Regions from separate parts of the Urocitellus parryii genome. Here region 2 is linked to region 1. Evidence: chromatin contacts called from public Hi-C data. All regions are on one chromosome and are shown on one strand. The core of a region is the stretch at or near the end of the contact, and the rest is flanking DNA. Distances in the headings are between cores, read along the strand shown.

Region 1 (7,500 bases), core at 3,708-6,207:
TCATTGGTTTCATGCAAAGCCACCCATTTTTTTTTTAGGGGCGACATTTTTGCTAACAATAAGTCAGACCTCCAATATAGTGAGAGCACATTTATACAAAGAATTTTGTATTTAAACATGTTAGTATAGCTTAAATATTTACTCACTAAACTGAGAATGATTCAGGTAGGCACTCTGATCTAATTTCATAGGGTTGGCAGAGATTTTAAAGCCTTCGATCTACTGGTTAATGCAAAAAGAGCCCTGGCTGGGGCTCCAATCCAGTTAGGCCAATGGCTAACCTGTGACCTTTGGTAAAGTGGCTGGGCTTTCCTTATAAAATAAAGGTGAATAGAGTCGATGGGCTTTAATATGCCTCTGCCTCTGGTAATTATGAAATTCTCTTGGGAAAAACAGACCTGATTTACCATTTTACAGGGTTTTTGTGAGGTGCAAAGAATAAAACATACCAGTTAGGAGTAGCTGTATTTACTTTCTTTTCTAGTCAGCATTTGGTGAAAGAGATGAAAGGAAAACAGTAGCAGAAAATAGTCACCCCCCTCCACTTTAAAGAAGGAAGGAAACAATTTAAGGCTCTAGAGTTATTTATGGTTCATTCAGATAAAGATTTGGTGAAGTAATTAAACATGGCTTGTGTTCGTATGTTGATTATGAGCAACTAATGTAAAATCATTGTCAAACAAAGCAATATGGTTCTCTTATCTGATTAAAATGTTCAAAACATTGACAAACTAATCTTTTTAAAAGATAAATCCAGTGTTTGGCATATGTAATGTTATTTCATTGATTGATTAATCTAAGTCCTTTCCCAGGCACTGGGGATAGAACCAAGCAGTCAAGAGTCCCTTCCTTCATAGGGCTTCCCCTGTGTGAGGCAGTGGCTTAGATTCTCAGCACCCCAGGAAACTAAATAAAGATACCGCGTGTCCATCCAAAACTAAAATTACAAAAAAAGAACTGTAATTTTGGATGAAATCTCTCGCCTTCCTCTGGTAAGGCTCCTGACATCCATGAAGTGAGAACAGGGATCCTTTGGGTCAAATGAGTTGTTCCAGGCTCAGCAGTAGCTAGGACATAGGTGGTTGGGTTTGTTTCTTGACTCAAATACACATAAAGAAAGTACCCCCGGCAGTCAGTAGGCCTCTAATTTGGGAAGCAGAGCAGTATTAACTGCAGGCCCATTTTATCTTTCCTCATTCTCAGGAAGGGTGTCCAGGCCACCATGACTTTAGGCAAATGAGGGGCATGGGAGCTTACTTTGGACACAATCCTGGACTGCTCCAGGTATGGAAACCTCCAGCCAGAAGTTTAGGATGAGTGTCACACTAGTGAGAGGAAGTAAAGAATACATAAATAAACTAGTGACACTATATCAAGTCGTAGAGGGGGTAAGTGCTATGGCAAAAATTAAAGCAGAGTAAGGAAGATAGGGAGTATCAAAAAGGAGAGTGTTGTTTTCTACGAAACCCTATTGCTGATATGGACCATTTGAGGAAAGTTAGAATGGAGCAAGAGACAAATCACAGAAATAAATGTGTGGGAGGAACCCATTCCAGGTAGAGGGGACAGCAGGTATCCCGGGAAGAGCAAGAAGGACAAAGTTTAAGAGGTAGAATAAAAGGAGTAATTTCCCCACCATCTTTTTCTAAGAAAAGTGTAGCCAAATTTACCTTCATGCTAATGTTAATTTTCATAAAGGTCAGGCAGAAATTCTTTTATTGAGGGACTGGGAGTGTAGCTCAGTGGTAGAGTGCTTGCATAGCATGCCCAAGCTCCTGGATTTGGGCCCTAGCAACACACACACACACACACACACACATACACACACACACACACACACACACAAATTCTTCATCGAACTTCTTTGGTCTGTGCCTCAGTTCTTCATTTGTAAAATGGGTATGATAATAGTATTTCATAAGGGTGTTGTAAGGACTATTTAACTTTACTAAATGTTAAGTATAATTAAGACAGTGTGTAACACAGAGTTAAACCATGATATCTAGTTATTATAACTGACAAATCATTATCATCTCTTTATTTACAGCAGTTTCAGTAACTGCATTTTTAAGGCCAATATTGTTTTTTTGTTTTTGTTTTGTTTTTTTTTTTGCACTGACCATTAATTATTAGGGGAGTTTCCTTACACATATTGTTAGGCTATTAGGTAGGGCTATGATATGGTGTGGCTCAAGCACTGATGCTTATGTCATCAAAAGTTCTACAAGAAAGTTTAAAATAATATAAAATATAATACCTTGATAATAATGGTAATATCTTAATCAAGTCATAATATCATATCCATATACTCAAGTTTTTCTTTCTTTTTACTAGTCCATCTTACTCAGTTTCCTTTCCTCGTGACAGCAAGGAATCCTTGCATGTTTGCAATGTCTTTCATATTCATTTTCAGCATGTGGACTGAATTGATTCCTTGTTTCTCAATTACAACCATCATGGAATCAAGATTAATAACCTGCTTGGTGAGTTTTGTCCACTTTGGAATCTGGAGGCTTTGTAATCATTGTGGCCTGTTGGACTCTTTGTCGTTCTTTCTAAATACTCCAGCAGTGAGGTCAAGGACAGCAGCAGTCCAGGAGCCTGGCTGCCTTTGGGTAACTCCTGCCTACCTCATTATTTCTTCCCCTTGTCCAGGCATTTGTTTATTCCTGGTTGAGGAGAAGCTGAGAGTGGATTTAAAGTTCCCTGATATATCTTCTGTGCTTAGAAGAATGCCTGACACATTGGAGGTACTCAATAAACATTTGTGGAATGAATAAAAATAGGATAAGCCTGGTGGACAGTGTTGTACCCTCCTAAACAGACTGCCATTAAAGTGAGGCTGAGAAGGATGAGCACCTGTCCATTGAGAGGCTAGACTCCCACCTCTACTGCCCATGTGGAACATGCACCATCATGATCAGCCTCTGATATCTGGGACCACCTTTACTTTAGGCATGAGGTTTATGTGGCCATTGCATTTGGTTCCATGAATTATAACCAACTTGAGCATAGCTTATAGTAAAAAAATAAATAAGTGCAACCTGGAAGATTTTTTATTCTCAGATTTACTGAATTGATTCCTTGTTTTTCAACATCAACATTTTTCAGAAAATACTTAGTAGGGCTCATTCTGTATCAGACTGAGTAATGTAGTACTGCAGAACTTCAAATCTACATAGTAAACACCACCAAATAGCCAGGTGCAGTGGCATGCACCTGTAATCCCAGCTACTTGAGGAACTGAGGCCGGAGGATGGCTTGCCTTCATAAGTTACATTGCAAGACCCTATCTTAAAACAGAACAAAACACATTACCAAATAAACTTGGCCCAGCACCATGATACCATAAGAATAATATCCTATGTACAGTATGATCGCAAATAGGATACTTAATTTTTAGAGGGGAGAAGAGAAAGGTTTCAGAGTAAAAGTGGTATTCTTTATCATGAAAGGAATGAAGAAACATAGGAATGGGCAGAGTGGTTATGTATTAATACATGCTATAAATATAAAATAGTGATACTACAACATCTGCTATATATGTTTTATTATCATCAAGTTATGCCTCTGATTTCTCATTTATCTGTTATTTCCTGCTCTCTAATGCCATAACCACAAGCTACTTTAATGGAGAAACAATGGTTAAAAAACAATCAAACATACACACACACACACACACACACACACAGCCAGTTGGTTTAAAAAATAATTCAGGGGGCTGGGATTGTACCTCAGTGGTAGAGTGCTTGCCTACATGTGAGGCACTAGGTTCGATCCTCAGCACCACATAAAAACAAAATGAAGGTATTGTGTTCATCTGCCACTAAAAATACATTTAAAAAAATAATTCTGGGCAAGTTCTTGGGACACTTTCAGAGGGTTTCGTGGCAGTATTAACACCTTATTCCTTTCTTTGCAAAGAAACTGCCAGATAGCAGATTTTTCACAGTCATTCTTTGTCAATTAATACTTTAATTTTATCGTAAAAGTGAACTACCATATTTCTCTGGAAATGTTTTCAAATATCAAATGTCCTCTTATTAATAAAGAAGAAAGAGAATATGGCAGATGTCTCATATATTTTGAAAAAGATTCAAGGGAAGGATGAGGTTGAATGACTTTTCCAAATACCCTTTACATAATTTTGCTCATTTGTCAGAGAATATTCATGGTCTGTCTGTTATGTGTCAGCATAGACAATAGGAAAAATATTCTTGGTAGAGCTATTAAGTGTAACTAATATGTACAGCACTTTATTCAGTATAAACACTGTGCTTTTTACCTTCCATATATAATGTGTGATCCAACATCTAGATAAATGCTTTAATTGTGGTTGTCCATTCTCCCCCCACTATGTTAATGAGACCCATTTATCAGCAGCATTTAATGGTAAGAAGAAGTTGCATGGTTAAATCGACATGTAATCAACTAGTATTTATTGAGCATTTCAATGTGTCCAGTTACCGTGTGTACATTAATAACTGATGTTTTCAGGTAGTTTTTTGAAAATGACAATCAGCTGAAGAAAGAAAAAGCGGGGAAGTTTTAAAGTTAGGCACAAAATGTATGTTTGTTTCAGAAGGCAAAAGGAGGGAAGAAGTAGTTCTATAAAAGAAGTTGAGGACAAGAGTCCTGAGAAGGAATTTATAGTGTCTGCCTGAGAAATGTCCAATTAAACGAGGACAGAAGACTTGCTCCCTACTGGAATGTGCAAAAGGTGATTTTCCCCTGACTCGTCCCGTTTCCCAGCTGCAGCCCCTGCGTCCCAGGACCTTGAGGACTGGGTGAGGCAGCCGCGCAGCTGACAGCCTGTGCCCCGCGAGCCAGCGGTCACCCCCACCTGCTGCCCGCTCCGGCCACGCCCCCACGGGCGCCGGCCAATGGCGGGACTCCGGGGGGCGGGCGGTGCGAGGCGGGGGCGGTGCGTCCGCGGCCAGCGCGGTCGTGGCGGTGGCTGCAGGGGCGGCGGCGGCTTGGCCGGGCGTCTGTGGGCCGTGAGTGGGGGATGGGGACGGCGAGCTCCAGCCCTCGGCGGCGGCGGCGGCGGCCGTGAGCGTTGGGCGGGCGTCCGCGTCCGGGACGCGGGATGGAGCGCCGCGGTGAGTGTGGGACGGCGGTGCTCGCTCTGGCGCCGGACCGGGTTCGGGACTGCAGAGCCGGCCGCCGGCCAGTAGCTGTCCGGGGTCCGGGCGGCCACGCGGTGGCCCGGGGCCGAGGCGGCTGCGGGCGGGGCGGGGTCCTCCGGGAGTATCGATCCCGGGCGAGGGCGCCCACGAGCGGGACGTCACGAGCGGGCGCTGTGGGAACGTTGCGGACCTCGGTGAGCAGCCGGAGCGGGGCGACGCCGCGGGAACCGCGGGCGAGACTGGCTTGCGGACTTTACTTTTCCTTCTTGGTTTTCGGGTCTTCATGTCCGTCTTTCCCAGTGGGATTTTTTTTTTTTTTTGGAAGTTTGGTGACATTTCCTGAAATTTCATTCTGACTAGTACAAAGGCTGAGGTAAAGAAACACATCCCGTGTTCCATATTTACTTTTTCTTAACACACTTCACCTCTTCTAGGCCTTGGTTGTTTACTACTTTGGGTGGGGAGGGGGGCCTAAAGGTGCAGGAACACTCTCCTTCCCTTTCTTTCTGAGTGCCCCCTCTGATGCATCTCTATCGTACCCCTTTTTTGCCCTTCCCTTGTTACTGTCCCTTCTGTTTCTATTCACCTTTTCCCAACCATGGCCCTAGGGCAAGTCGTGTGCTTTGCAAAATTGGAATTGATAAGCTGGGAGATTGCAGCTACTACAGGGAGAGCACGTCCCTTTGAGTTTGTTGCCCTGGTTGTCTTCAAGACCCCGTCCGTGATCAAAAATCTGGTATTCCAGAGGCTGTCTGGGTTCTGTGGAAACCAAGTGGACCAGGACTCTCCTTGTCTTGGAGCCAGATTTATCTCATTTTTTCACTACTACTTCTCCCAGCATGGGATTCTACTCTGAGTTGTTTGGATCTTTGACATCCACTGAGTTCTTTGGATCTTCTGGAGGAAGGGAGGAGCATTAGGTGATTTGTGAATGTTCCAAGACCATTTCAAAACAGCAGAGAGCTTTTTGTTCTATAGCTATCTTTTCCTCTTTGGATTAACTTCACCTCTTTATTGACTTTGGGAGTAGAGGTCTCTTCATGAAAAAGAATTCAAAATTAGATGGAAGGTGAGTATTAAGGATGAGTAAATAAATCACAGCACATTATAGATGTATATCTTAGCGATTTAGATCCTTTTTTTCCCCCCAGTGATTTCTTTAGGCACTTTGCCAGAAATGCCTACTTAGAAATGCTTCCTTATTGTAAGAACTGTGCAAGTGAGGAACTGTGACACTTAAGCCTCATTAGGTTTACAATACATATAGCTCTGGTCTCATGATTTTGATAAGACTTTTTAAGAGTGAATTTGAAGAAAGCAAGATAAGCCCAGGTAGAAAAGTTTCAGTCCTCAAGTTGGCAGGATACCGAACTTTGGCTGAGATGAAGAAATCACTATTCAGTGAATGTATGGTCACTCCAGCTCCCTCCACCTCCCTAAAATAGAACAACCATGTCAGTTATCAGCACCTTCACCTCCCAGCTGTGAAAGCCCTTGACCTAGGAATGTGGGCTTTTACAAGAGTTCTTGGTCCCAGTGGGTTAGTACTACCATAGAGATTATTCCCAGGAGGTATCCTGGAAGGATTTTGCTTCCTGTCCATGGTAATTTTTTCAGCATTCACTCTGAAAATTTAGCAGGATTTCACTTTATGCTAGACAGAGTCCCTGAGGAACCTTTCCGTTTATTGAGTGGCAGTATACAATAACCAAAAACTAGAGCCCAAGGCATAATGTGGGTTACCTGATAGAAGTATGAGCAATCCCCTATGGAAAAGTACAGGGATGATTATTTTCATTGGAGGGGATGAAAAGGCATTTTGAAAGAAATGATGTTTTTATGTGAGCTTGAAGGTAAAGAGTAACTTTAATAAGCACAGAAGGTAAGGGGTCCTTCCTGTGCAGAATTGCTGATTATCTCTAATGTATACCAGGATGTCATTGATCCAGCTTAGATGTTTCTGCTTTGAAGCATTGAGGGTTATTTTGTTTGCCATTTACTTTAATTTTGTATTCACTTCCAGCATGAACCACACATATAAAGACGTATTTATGTGTGTAACAAAACAAGGGGGTTTAAGAAGGTTAGGAGCACATTCTGGTCTTTTTTTTTTTTTTGGAAGGTGGTATGCGCTTTAATATTGTCTTTAATAATATTATTATGGTTGTAAGTAAATGAGCCACCCTGTTCATAGAGCAGATATTCTGCAATAATACCTCGCTAGATAAGAATTTTATTTTTCTTGAAGAATGTTTCAGGTTGTGTTGTTGAGAAAGTTTTCAAGTGTCACAGTCTTCCTTTTTATATTTTATTTTTTGTGGTGCTGTAGGTTGAACCAGGGCTTTAAGCATGCTAGGCAAGCACTCTACCA
Region 2 (7,338 bases), core at 2,433-4,932, 140 kb before region 1:
TGGCTGGTAAATACAAAAAGTAGTCAAAGACCAAATAATTAACAGAAGTTTTATTTTAAAGTAGTTGAAAGATTTTAATGAAGAAATACTATGAGCAACTTTACATTTCTTAAAAAAGAGCTCTGGTAGCTGTGGAAGATAGATGAAAAGGGCAAAGTTTCTTCGTATCATAAATGCCACAAAAATATGATAAAAGACTGCTATAATATTCAATTTATTTCATTATCCATTCCCACCACCTTCCTAAGTTTAGTGCACATTCTTCATAAAACCTACCCTAACCCCTTCAAACACAATAATCTGGTCTTTCTCAGAACTTTGAGGGCACGTCTGCCTAGACACTTCACTGTCATCATCTTACATTTTAAATACTTGTATTTAAGTTTGCTGTCCTTAATAAGAACAACAGCTTCTTAAGAAAAGATGTCTCATATTTTTAAATGTATGTTGTGTGTGTGTATATATATATAATGTGTGTGTATATATATATATATATATATATCCCTTATAGCACCTAGCACAGTAATACAACATTCAGAAACAGACACTCCTTTGAACTAAATAAATGGCTCTTATCCATGAGTAAAAAGATTCCATTTTCCCCATAAATAATAATAAAAATAGAATGTATGATTAAGTAAAACTAAAGTGAAAAAAGTTAGCATAGTAGTGGAAATGATTATAAATGAATACAAAGAAACTTTTCTCTGAAAAATTCTAATTTGTGATAGGCATATATTACACAAGTACATCCATTCACTTAAAAAATGTATAACTAAGATTTCAATGTATACAAATTTCACCTAAAAACCTGTAAAAACAAGGGGTAAGGAGCTGGTAGATATAGTGAAAAAAAGAATATCAGAATATTCTTGGTACTTCCTAGTAAAATGAACAGGGGGATTATTATATTATTATATGTGTGTGAAATTTTCCACAATAAAAAGCTGTGCAAATGTATGAGATTTAACTAGTAAAAATAATAAACTTACAAAAATTTAAAATAACCCAGAACATTAAATTACTCATTCTTCAAATGTTTGGAATAACAATATCTTGTAACCTTTAATGTGGTTTTACTAGATCTATTACCTATACAATTCCAAGAGAATACATATTCTAGGACAAACCTACTATTAACAACATGGACAAAAGAAGGCTTAGTAATCACATGTTCCTTAATTAAGCACCGGATAGACATTAAAATTAGTCCTGTTACAAAAGATATCCCAAAGGTCAACAAAATATAAGGTTGGAATTTTATAATCTTTGAACTGTGATAATAAAGTAGTGAGTAAAAGCAAGGCATAAGATTCTGGAAGTACATAACATCTACAAAGACAGACTCAATACCATTTTCTTTCTCTCTCTCTCTCTCTCTCTCTCTCTCTCTCTTTAGTTGTAAATGGACACAATACCTTTATTTTATTTTTATGTGGTGCCGAGGATCAAACCTGGTGCCTTCCTCATGAGAGGCAAGCACTTTACTACTGAGCTACAACCCCAGCCCATCAATACAATTCTTAATGATTTCAAAACAGTTCAATCATTTTATTCAGTAATTTCAACTCCACATTTATCTGCTCATAATCTGCTTCTCCTCCCACAAAATACTTGATGTGTAAAATAAAGATTTTCCTACTCCTGATACAAAAAATTAACAATAACCTTTTGTCCAGTAAATTAACTGTTGCATAATTCAGCCACCTCAAAAACTTCCTCAAAAAGAGATGCTTAAAGAAATGTACCATGATGAAAGAAGAGCTACAATAATTTAACAAGACAAATTCTATTATACTATTTCACTGCTATTGCTACCGCCCATTAGATGGTGTTCAATTTCTCTTATTCAATAACTGACAATCTTGAAAAGTCAATGTAGTAGTTTCCTTGGACTGTAACTGGAAGGGAGCCTGCGGAGGATTTCTGGGATGCTGATAATCCTGATGGATGCTGGTTACACTGGTGTGTTCTACTTGTAAAAATTCTTCAAGCTCTAGATTTATGATGTATACTTTTCTATATACATGTAGTAGTCCAATGAAATTTTTTTAAAAAACCATCAAAGCATGCCAGAACTGTTAGCTATCCTCAAGTCTCCTCCCCATGTCAAAACAATTTTCTGTGCTAACACTTCTCTGCAAAAAATGCAATTCAAGTTAAAGCACTTAATATTTCCTACCAGAATATGCCCAGATAACTGATAACTTTCATTTGCAACTGGGAGTTCACACACAGAATAGGAAAAGTGAATAGGTACTGTAAATGTCCAGCCCATGATGTGAATTATTTTCAACTTTGCTAAACTGATTTAGGAAAGAAAGGACCATCACTTCAGACTTTAGTTAGGAGGCGGCTGGAAAGTACTTCATGGGAAGAGGACTAGGAGCCACCTGTCAGTGTTTAGTGTTTATATACCAAGCAAATCAAAAACAGGAGAAAAAAGTACCTGTCCAGAGACATGAATGAAATAGAATTCATGAAAGCAGGATGCTAAGATTTAATACGACACATGTAATGATTGGCAAGAATGCTTGGGAACTAACCTTTTCTCATTCACTTGCCGTAGCCCAGGAAATAAAAATGATGCCTGCAATTCCACAACTATAACTCAATTCTCTTTCTTCCTCTAATCTTATGACCTCCCCAAAGTTAAATCTCATCATGAAAATCCTCTCGCGGTGAAAGCAGTGCAGTGTAATTAAAAAGGATCTTGATCCTCACCTAAAACACACTTTTACCTTTCACCTACAAAGCCAAGAGAGGGAACTTTGTCCGACAAATACCACGAAACTAATTCAGTTTTTCCAGATGAAATGTCAGGGCGTTCATTGAGCAATTCCAAAGGGGTGGTGTGGGGCACTTTAGAAGAAAACCATGCCAAGTGGCCCCAGGATAGCTCACAGGAATCACCCTGGCGACTATGACAGCAATTACTCCGGAATCGAGCCAAACCTCATCCAAGTGACTTAGACAACAGCGACTATCCTGGCGAGTCCAATCCCCATCCTCAAATCACACAACCACGTCCATAAAACAAATCCTTCACGGTCTGTCTGGAAATGAGATGACAAAACTAAAACACCGCCAGAAAGTTGATACAGAAATGAGACGGTTTGGATAAGGGATGGGCACACTGCTTCCCCTCCTCCCACCCTCGAGTAGGAGCGACTGCCCTCCGGGCTGGGTCGCAGATTTGTTTGTGGGCGCAGGAGAAAATTCTCACTCTTGCGGGTACAGCGAGGTGGCCCGACAGGCCGGCGGGGTACGCGGAAAGCCGGGGAGCCGGCGCTGCGGGGACACCCTGACATTGGAGCCTGGCTGTAGCCGCGGCCGCCCTCTCTCCGCCTGATCCTGCCGGCACCGGGACTCGTCTGCCAGGCGCTGGGCGGAGAGTGCACGCCGGGAGCGCCAGCTCGGGCCCGGGAAGGCGGCGCGGCCACGAGCCTTACCCGTGCAGGCCGAGGGCGCGGCGCCGCTTGTGGAGCAGGCAGAGCAGCAGGAATGCGGCCCCCGCCAGCGAGGAGTTCCGCGCCGTCAAGTACTTGCTGAAGGCCGCCATGGCACCACCAGGGCGGGCGAGCCGGCGAAGGGGACTCGGCGGCAACTACCTTAGTGCAGGAAGCGCGGGGGAGACTGGGAGGAGAGGACCGCGAGGAGGGAGGGCGGTGCCGGCCACGCAGGACCGCCCCCTGGAGCGCGCCGCCGCGCCGCCCGAGCGCCAAGCCCACCGCGAACTTCGGCTCGGCGGGAGCGCGCGCGGGAGCTGGGAGTCCGGAACGGTCCCGGGACGCGCCTTGCGCAGGCGCGGACCCCCACGGGGTTGCCGGAAACGCGGCGCTGGGACGTAGGCGATCTTCCCTCTGCCTCTCCTCACCCGGCAAGGTCCCGTTGCTACCCCCGCTTCAGCCCTACCCTCTCGGTGCGCTTACACCCGGCTTTCACAAGAACTGGAAGAGCGGGCCCGGCCTGCGCGGAGGACTCAGTGGGCCCTGCCTTCCGCCACCCCCCACCGTAATGGGTCGTTACCACCCTCTTAAAGGAGCTCAGGAAGAAGGGAGCGGCCCCTTTTACACAAAACTGGTGGCTTTATGATCACTGGGACTTACACAAAGCAGGCAGGGACTGTGGGAAGAACTCCTTTTTCCAGTGAGGGTTTTCCAAACCGTAACCTCTAGGGGCCGGTGAAATCGGTTTGGAAAAACAGGACCGCCACTTTGGTTTTTTTGTTTGGTTGGTTGGGTTTTTTTTTGGGGGGGGCGGGGTGCAGTTTTGGATTTTTTTTTTTTTTCGAGAACAACACAACGAAAATCTCAGAATACATCACTTAGTAAAGGAGTTGCTTTGAGAAGTTTTTATTCCAGTTTTTTGTAGATATATATCGCGGGTGGAGACATAAAATGTGTTTCTTTGTGTGGGTCTTGTCAAACAAAAAGTTTGATAATCTCCGTTCTTTGCAAAGCAACATTCATAAATAACAATCGTGCGTTGTATTAATGCTGGCCTTACTCCCAGAATCAGGAAGGGTTTACAGATTACAGCATTCTTATGCTGTCCGACTTCTATGATGCAGAATTGTTGTCCCTAACATTTAGCCTAACACATACACAATAATTTAAGGAGTCACAGTTTTCAGTTGAGACTGGAGAAAAGCAAGTGTCAGAAAAGTAAGATCATAAATTCTCACATAATATATACACGTATTAAAGGCTTCTACATGTTAGAAGTAGTCTACAAAACAGTGGTGCCTTAGGTGTTTTCTCAATATAAATTGGCAATTGCCTAATACATATTCCAAGAATCATAAAGACCTGATACAGTAATGATTGGCTTGTGTAGGGTGTTCAACAGCCAATTCTAAGTTATGTAAAAGTGAAGCTCCTACTAAATTCTCCAGCTGCCATGTGGACATTTTCATTATCTTGTGTAAGCCTGGCGTAATTAGTATGCCTGGCACAGGAAATACAAGGATGAACAGATAATCCCTATTCTCTAGAGGCTGGTAGAGAGAAAACACATGAAAAAGAAATTATACATATGGTAAGCGCCACATTGGAGTTTTAAACAAGGCACCATGAGAACTCAAGCAAGAAAATGCTTAGTTTTGCCCAGAGCTTTCAATTAAGGTTTGACAAAGAAGATGATTTTGTAGCAGAATCCTAAAGCACCAAAGGAGTCAGTAGGATAAAGGGAAAATTACAAAATTCACTAATGAATTACAGGGTGATATAAAAGAGTTGGGAACTTTGGGGGGAAAGTGATGATATCATCTTGGAGTTTATAAGAAAGAAGAAAATATGTGTAAGTCAAAAGCATAATCTATCAAATAAATAGATTCCAAAACATTCAGAGGAAAGATAGAAATTACCCACTGATGAAAAATTCTTAAAATACCCTTGTTCAAGAAGCCTGGCAAATTCTAAAAATTAAAACAGTTATATAAGATTCAATAATTTTAGTTCATGATAAAGACCACTGGGTGTGTAGGGCCAAACTTATAACCCAGCAAAGTTAATTTTATTAATTTGTTTCAACAAGGACACCGCACACCAAGAGAATGAGGCATGTCTCCAAAAAACAAGATGGGATGAGGAATCATTATATTTAGGGGAAGAGAGGAATGTAGGCACAATTTAAATTGAGCAGTGTTTGGTAAGCTCAAAGCAAATCAGATCTATATGTAATATTAAACCTAAGTTGAGAAGCAGACTCAAATTTCTATTCCCTTGGAAACATAAATTTAAAATTAATGTAGAATATTGTGTCTCCAACTTTTTATCTGAACTGCTGCCCTATAAATTGAGGCCACTTCTTAAAATCAAAGTGATTCAGATAATTGAGATCCTCCAATCGAGAAAGGGATGTTCTGTTCTCACTGATAAAATCTCAGAACAAGTAAGTTTCTAACAGTCTAGGGTCTTAGAGAATAAGGTTCCTCGACACTGTGTCCTTTGATAATTAAAATCAGAACAGTTTTTTCAGGTTCACACTTTATAAAACAAAATAATTAAGAAAAAGAGAAAATATGATTTTCTTAAGGAATCTCCAGAAGCTCTGATTTTTAAAACATTGAGCTATTGAGAATAGGGAAGAGCAGGGTATATGGATTTAGGGACTCCAGAAATCCTCTTGTGGAAATGTATTGGCCAGCCTCCAAGACCATTACCTCTTTATACCCATGCCCTTGTATAATCTCCTTATCAGAACTAGTTCAAAGAACAAGATGGTGATATCTGGCTTTTATTATTATTATTTCTTTTTTTAAGACAGGGTCTCCCTAAATTGCCCTGGCTGGTCTGGTGATTGCCATCCTCCTGTCTCAGCAGTCCAAGTAGCTACGATTACAGGTATCAGCTACCACACCCTATTGATAATATGTGACTTCTGAGACCAAATCATAAAAGGCATGTTGTTTCCAGCTTAGTCTCTTGGATTGCTTACTCTTGGGGGAGCTGCTGCCACAGAAAACACTCAAAGTAAACTTAGAGAAGGATTGGGGCCTCCTACCCAGAAGAAGCACCAGCTTGCCAGCCATATGAGTAAGCCACTTGAGGAGCATATCTCCATCCCCAGCCAAACCTTCAGATAACTACAATCTCATGAGTGATCCCAAGCCACACAAATACTACTAAATTCCAGACTGTAGGAGATAATAAATGTTTATTGTGTTAATTCATTAAGTTTGTGAGTAATTTTTTATGCATCTGGTGTAATTTGGGCAAGCCTTAAACATGGAAGAAAGGAGGTTTCAGAGAAGATACAAAGGGAACAAAGATACAGAGACAACAACGCACATAACAGATTGGGAAAAAGGACTAAGTTTGGTATTGACAGAGGTTCAGGAAGGGGTGTGAAATGATGAAAAATAAGGTTGAAATTTTTAATTGAGATCAACTCATGAAGAATCCAAAACAACATGTTGATCAGATGGGATATTATTCTGCACATAAGGGGAAGTATTCCATGCAGTATATGCAGGTTTGGGAGAAAGGTAGTAATCACAGCTTTTATTTAAGGATAATCATGCTGTTGGCAGCATGAAGGATAGACTAAAGGAGGAAACATTAAGCAGAGATACTGGTTTGTATACTCTTGAAATGGTCTAGATGTAGTGGTCTGGATATAAGTTTCCCCTGCCCCCCACCAAAAGCTCCTGTGTTAATTCAGGAATATTCAGAGGTGCAATGATCTTATTATATATAAGAGCTATAACCTAATCAGTCCATCCTAGTTTGAACGGACTGACTAGGTGGATACTGGCAGGTAAGGCATGGCTGAAGGAGGTAGACTGAGGGATCTGCCCTGGAAGTGTTCATCTTTCCTGCAGCTCACTCGCAT

Evidence for each region. A called contact is a pair of places that touch in the nucleus more often than the background predicts.
Region 2: a Hi-C map of liver shows a contact between it and region 1, with 2.4 times the contacts expected there. The contact joins the promoter of Abcd3 here to the promoter of Arhgap29 in region 1. A contact is called at or near these places in 2 of 2 Hi-C or Micro-C datasets (liver and muscle).

The regions. Positions count from the first base shown.
Region 1 is chr11:74,556,655-74,564,154 of mUroPar1.hap1, reverse strand. It overlaps Arhgap29 (Rho GTPase activating protein 29), which reads left to right and starts at 4,957. Exons shown (of 23, transcript XM_026409622.2): 1 at 4,957-5,102.
Region 2 is chr11:74,692,437-74,699,774 of mUroPar1.hap1, reverse strand. Abcd3 (ATP binding cassette subfamily D member 3) reads right to left here and starts at 3,682. Exons shown (of 23, transcript XM_026409618.2): 1 at 3,453-3,682. The coding sequence starts at 3,562.